Regions from separate parts of the Sus scrofa genome. Here region 2 is linked to region 1. A link is a contact called in public Hi-C data. All regions are on one chromosome and are shown on one strand. Each heading gives the region's core, a stretch centred on a gene start, on an enhancer-like site or on the middle of the called end of the contact. The rest is flanking DNA. Distances are from core to core; before and after follow the strand shown. Region 1 overlaps SPIDR (DNA repair-scaffolding protein). Region 2 overlaps SPIDR (DNA repair-scaffolding protein).

Evidence for each region. Hi-C and Micro-C count contacts between places; a contact is called where the count stands out from the background.
Region 2: a Hi-C map of liver shows a contact between it and region 1, with 5 times the contacts expected there. The contact joins two enhancer-like sites. A contact is called at or near these places in 2 of 47 Hi-C or Micro-C datasets (embryonic fibroblasts and liver) and 1 of 2 datasets of contacts at active chromatin or transcription factors (alveolar macrophages).

What each region holds. Positions count from the first base shown.
Region 1 is chr4:79,966,042-79,969,062 of Sscrofa11.1, forward strand. The region is part of intron 10 of SPIDR (DNA repair-scaffolding protein); the gene reads right to left. Among named protein-coding and RNA genes, the nearest start is that of CEBPD, 95 kb to the left of the region's middle. Within about 2 kb of position 1,435, at least 4 of the 83 cell types and tissues checked have an H3K27ac peak or open chromatin away from gene starts, as enhancers often do. A contact at or near this core is called in liver, where this site is marked.
Region 2 is chr4:80,111,266-80,114,286 of Sscrofa11.1, forward strand. The region is part of intron 5 of SPIDR (DNA repair-scaffolding protein); the gene reads right to left. Among named protein-coding and RNA genes, the nearest start is that of SPIDR, 78 kb to the right of the region's middle. Within about 2 kb of position 1,591, at least 18 of the 83 cell types and tissues checked have an H3K27ac peak or open chromatin away from gene starts, as enhancers often do. A contact at or near this core is called in liver, where this site is marked.

The DNA of each region.
Region 1 (3,021 bases), core at 185-2,684:
TTCAAGCCCTTATATAAAATGACATAGTAGAGCTTGTCCTCTGTATCCGTGGGTTCCTCATCCCACGGATACAGAGGGTAGACTGCATAAGACATTCTGGAAAAGGCAAAACTATGGAGACAATTTAAAAACTGGTGGATTTCCTGGGTGTGGCAGAGGAGATAAATAGGGTTAGACGATATTTAGAGCAGCGAAAATATTCTGTATATCATAATAATGAATATATGTCATTACAATTTGGTTTAAACCCATAGAATGTACATCAGCAAAAATGAACCCTAATGTAAACTACTGACTTTGGGTGTTTATGACATGTCAGTGTAGGTGCATCCTCAACAAAAGAATGTACCATTCTGGAGAATGATTGTGATATGGAGGAAGTTATATGCATGCGGGAAAAGAGATATATGGGAGATCTCTGTACTTTCCTCTCAATTTTGCTGTAAACCTTAAACTGCTCTAAAAAAAAAAAAGTCTTAAAGTGATTCCGATTTTGAAAAAATTCAGTTTAGTTTTCTTTCAAGAGTGAATTAAACCAATTCAGCTGTTTTGGTTGAATTGGAATCCAAAAAAAGATGTCACTGATAGATATACCTTTCCTGCAAAAGATAAAGGAATGGAAGATATTTTATAAATTAAAAAAAAAAAGCTGGACAAATCAGCTAGAAATGATACATGGGAGGGACTCTGATTGAAACACAAACCACAAACACAAAAGCCTATAACTATGCAATGACCTCTTGCTTTCTGAGGTCTTTGTCCCATACTCTCAACTTTTACAGCTTCCTTGTGACGTTAAGGTCCACCATGACCTCTGAGGATGTAACACACCCTGAAGATGCTACAGGTGCCCAGAGGACCAGGGTGTGGCTTTTTCTATTCCAACCTTGCGGTCTCCTGGCCCCTGCAGGCATAATACTCATCTCCTTCGAGTTTCCTATCTCCACGTGGCATCAAGTATCATCCACAGCAAGTCTGAGTACAAAGGTGACTTTTGTTAATGTTGTTATTTCAGGATGGGGCTCTAGTTTCTTTTCCGTTAACACTATTTTTTTTGTGTGGCAGGGTGACGTGCCATAGTAGGCTCAAGATAAAGGTCTGCTAATGAACACTGCCCTGCAACACAGGCCTACTGTTTCTCCTTGACCTTTCTAAAGGAAAATAATGGGTCTTCTGATAGCTAGGGCAATGTTTTTCTCACTACACAACTATGTTTGAGGGTAAAAAATCCCAGACTAGTACTTTCAATGTAGAAATGAATGTGAATAATAATAAATGATTCAAAGACAACTCAAAATCTGGATCATAGTTAACTCTCCTTTGAGCTTGTAAAGGTCAAAAATGCTCTTGCTTCAGACTCCCTTAGATACCAGTGAGTGCTCTGGCTTTGTCCCCAGAACATTATCAAACAGGAGTTAAAACACAAGTTAATTTTTTAAAAAGTAACTTTAGAGTAGAAACCTGATAAACACTACCTCATCTAGGAATCAAGTCAACAACAGCAGAGATAAGCCATGTGGACAGGATGCACCCTTGATAGGATGTGGTGAAATGGCTTTTCACCAGTGATTTTCCTCTCTAAACCCATACAAGCCTAAATTCAGAAAAACACAAATTACAGGATATTCTACAAAATATCCAGCCAGTAATCCTCACAGCTGGCAAGGTGATCAAAAATAAAGAGTATCTATGAAATTAACAGTCTGAGTAGCTCAATGTAATATGGTCTGTGGATGGGATCTTGGAACAGAAAAAGGACATTAGGGAAAATCTGAGGAAATCTGAATAAAGCATAAGTTTCAATTAATAATAAGAGTACCAATACTGGTTCAATAATTGCAAGACTGTATCAAAACAATATAGGATGTTAAAAATAGGAGAAACCACACCTGAAACTTACATAATGTTGTAAATCAACTATACATCAATTAAAAGAAAATAGGCAAAACTATGTATGGGGTATGTGGGAATTCTCAGTATTATCTTTGTAAATCTAAAACTTCTAAAATAAAAAATTATTAAAATCAGTTTTTAAAAAAGCAAAGCTAAGTGTATGTTTGTAAATCCGCATTACAGAGACTATTATTGCAAAGAAGGATCATACAGAACAAAACTAGTTCCATAAAATGATGACTCAAAGCAATTATTTTATTATTTTATATTTTTATTTTTCAATTTTTCATTATAGTTGATTTTCAATAAAGTAATTATTTTACTATTTTGGTTACAATACATTCCTTACCAACAATCACCATGTTAGTAACTTCTCTGATTCCTAACTTTATGATGTATAATCCAAAAAGAGTTGGATAAGGCTGTGCAGAAAAAGCATTTGACAAAATCCAACACTCTTTCCTGATAAAAACACTCAACAAACTAGGAAGAGAAGGGATTTTCCTCAACTTTACAAAGGACATACATGAAAAACCAGCACCCAAAGTTCCCATTGTGGTTCAGTGGGTTAAGAACCTGATATAGTGTATGTGAGGATGCGGGTTTAATCCCTGGCCTTATGCAGTGGGTTAAGGATCCAGTGTTGCTGCAAGCTGCAGTGTAGGTTGCAGATGAGGCTTGGACCTGGCAATGCCATGGCTGTAGTATAGGTAGGAAGCTGAAGCTCCAACTTGACTCCTAGTCTGGGAACTTCCATATGCTGCAGATGCGGCCCTAAAAAGAAAAAAGAAAAGGAAAAACCTATTTTATATTCCTGGCTCCTTTGTTGAAGATTAATTGACTGTAGGTATCTGGGTTTATTTCTGGGTTCTCTATTCTGTTTTAGTACCAGTACCACACTGTCTTGATTATTATAGCTTTGTAGTATTGCCTAAAGTTTGGGAGAGTTTTATACCTCCTGCTTGGTTTTTGTTCCTCAGGATTGCTTTGGCAATTCTGGGTCTTTTATGGTTCAATATAAATTTCTGGATTGCTTGTTGCAGTTCTGTAAAGAAGGTCATTGGTAATTTGATAGGGATTGCACTGAATCTGTAGATTGCTTTGGGTAGTGCGGCCATTTTTTATGAT
Region 2 (3,021 bases), core at 341-2,840, 150 kb after region 1:
TTTATTACTCAAATGAATTTATCACGTCTGTAGTTGTATAATGATCATAACAATCTGATTTCACAGGATTTCCATCCCATGGCCCAAGCACATCTCCCCATCCCCCAAACTGTCTCCTCCAGAGACTGTTTCACTTAGCATGACAGTTTTTCAATGTCTGTGAGTCAGCATCTGTTCTGCAAAGAAGTTCAGTCTGTCCTTTTTTCAGATTCCTCATGTCAATGAAAGCATTTGATGTTGGTGTCTCATTGTATGGCTGATTTCACTTAGCATGACAGTTTCTAGGCCCATCCATGTTGATAAAAATGCCAGTATTTCGTTCATTTTAATGGCTGAGTAATACCCCATTGTGTATATGTACCACATCTTCTTGATCTACTCTTCTGTTGATGGACATTTAGGTTGTTTCCATGTTTTGGCTATTGTAAATAGTGCTGCAATGAACAGTGGAGTACATGTGTCTTTTTGAGTTGTGGTTTTCTCTGGATAGATGCCCAGGAGTGGGATTGCTGGATCAAATGGTAGTTCTATTTTTAGTTTTCTGAGGAATCTCCATACTGCTTTCCACAGTGGTTGCACCAGTTTACAATCCCACCAACAGTGTACTAGGGTTCCTTTTTCTCCACACCCTCTTCAGCACTTAGTGTTTGTAGACTTTTTGATGAGGGCCATTCTGGCTGGTGTAAGGTGGTACCTGATAGCGGTTTTGATTTGCATTTCTCTAATGATGAGTGACGCTGAACATCTTTTCATGTGTTTCTTGGCCATCTGTATGTCTTCTTTGGAGAACTGTCTGTTTAGATCTTCTGTGCATTTTTTGATGGGGTTGTTTGTTTTTTTGGTATGGAGCTGCAGAAGGTGTTTATAAATTTTGGAGATGAATCCCTTGTCAGTCGATTCACTTGCAATGATTTTCTCCCATTCTGTGGGTTGCCTTTTCGTGTTGTTTAGGGTTTCCTTTGCTGTGCAGAAACTTTTAAGTTTGATTAGGTCCCATTTGTTTATTTTTGTTTTTACTGTCAGTACTCTAAGAGGTGGATCTGAGAAGATGCTGCTGTCGTTTATGTCAGAGAGTGTTTGGCCTATGTTTTCCTTTAAGAGTTTGATAGTGTCTGGTCTTACATCTAGGTCTTTAGTCCATTTGGAGTTTATTTTTGTGTATGGTGTTAGGGAGTGTTCTAATTTCATTCTTTTCCATGTGGCTTTCCAGTTTTCCCAGCACCACTTATTGAAGTAGCTGTCCTTTCTCATTGTATATTCTTGCCTCCTTTGTCATAGATTAGTTGATCAGTGGAACAGGATAGAAAGCCCAGAATTAACCTCTTTATTTTTAAATGATACCTTTGTAGCTAAATACCTACTCAAGTGGTAAAACAAAAGAAAGACTAAACTAAAATCATTCCTTGAGAAAACCAATTATGGGACAGAAAAAGCTCACTTTATTTCATGCAAAAACAAAAGCCTCAAGCCCTGGTCTCAGCCCAGGTTAGAAGGCGTTTCCCCCAGTGAAGTACCTTGTGTACCTACCAGCCCTGCTGTGGGGGCAGGTGCTGGCTGCACCCTACCTGGCAGGGCGAAGTCCTGCAGCACTGGTTTCTGCTCTCCAGGGCTTTCCACCCAATTACTGGCTAGCCCAGACCTGCCCTGTGAGGATCTTACAAGATCAACAAGAGCTGGACTATGCTAAATTCACCATGTTTATCCAGGTTCAGCCTCTTTTTCTTCAAGTCACACTAAAATGAGAACAGTTGGGAATCTTAAGGAAATAATAAGAAAATTATAAGCTCTTATCTGATTAGAAGCTTTTAAATCCAGTAACAACCACTAAATATTTTTAAGGAGGATAAAAGGTAGGAGCAACAGCAAAAATGCTCAAGAAAATATGCCACAGCAACTGTGATGGTAAAATTACCAAAACCAAGACAGCGCTTAAAAATTACAGGGAATGAAAGAGTACTGGTGGCTGATAAGCCTACAAATTTAGTTAGCAAATGCTTTAATTTTCACTTCCAATTCTAAAATGGAATTCATTCACTTAACAAATTAGTTTAATGCCTGCTATGTATCAAAATTCATTCTGGGTACAATGGATATAGTGGTGGAGGGGACACCAAAATCCTTATCCATGTGGTTTTTAAATTCTAGTAGAATCATAACACACAGACAGACACAAACTCCTTAATTAACGTGGGCTGTTCTCTGGCTATTTATCAAGAACTAGCGTGAAACTTGAGTGAAAAAGAACTAGTGTGAAAAAAGATAGCAACACCACCTAGAATGGAAGACTCCAAGCTACTAACAATTTTATGTTCTATTGGGATTAAAAATAAATAAAAGCAACATAATTCTAGACAACAGAGCCTTAAACTACAGATAGGAGATATACTTTCACTGTTTACTTTGTATGCTTTTTGTGACAGAAACTTTATACATGAAAATCATTGCCAGCTACTGAGAGGGAAAACAAAAGCTACAGATTTTTCTCACACATTCAGAAAAAAAAAAAAAACACCACATCTTTTCTGAGGTAAACAGGTTTAACAAGCTACACCCATGGTTACACCTCTGTAAACCACTTGGCTTGCCTTCCTCAAACCAAATATTTCCAACCTTAAATTCCAGCCTGATGAGAACTACACAACTCAAATTCTACCAACATGGGTTCACGAAAGCACCACTCCACCTCATCTTAGTGTCCAAAATGTCTGCTCTGAGGAGCCCAACGAGGAAATGAGAAACAGCAGGGCAAAGGCTCATAAGAGAAAAGGTGACAAAGAGAGAAACTGCAACACTCAAGAAGGAACCTGCTGGGTCAAAGTTCACCCAGCAGCAGCTGATCATAAGAGCCTACGGGCCCAAGGCCACAAAGGCACTGCAGCAGAAGCAGAGACCCACCAGAACCAGGATCACATGGCCTGGCAAATAACTCTAACAAAGAAAAGCACCCTCCCTCCAAGGAATACAGCATACAACTGGAATATGGATGCAGCCTGTGACACAACCTACAGACCATTCTCTCTG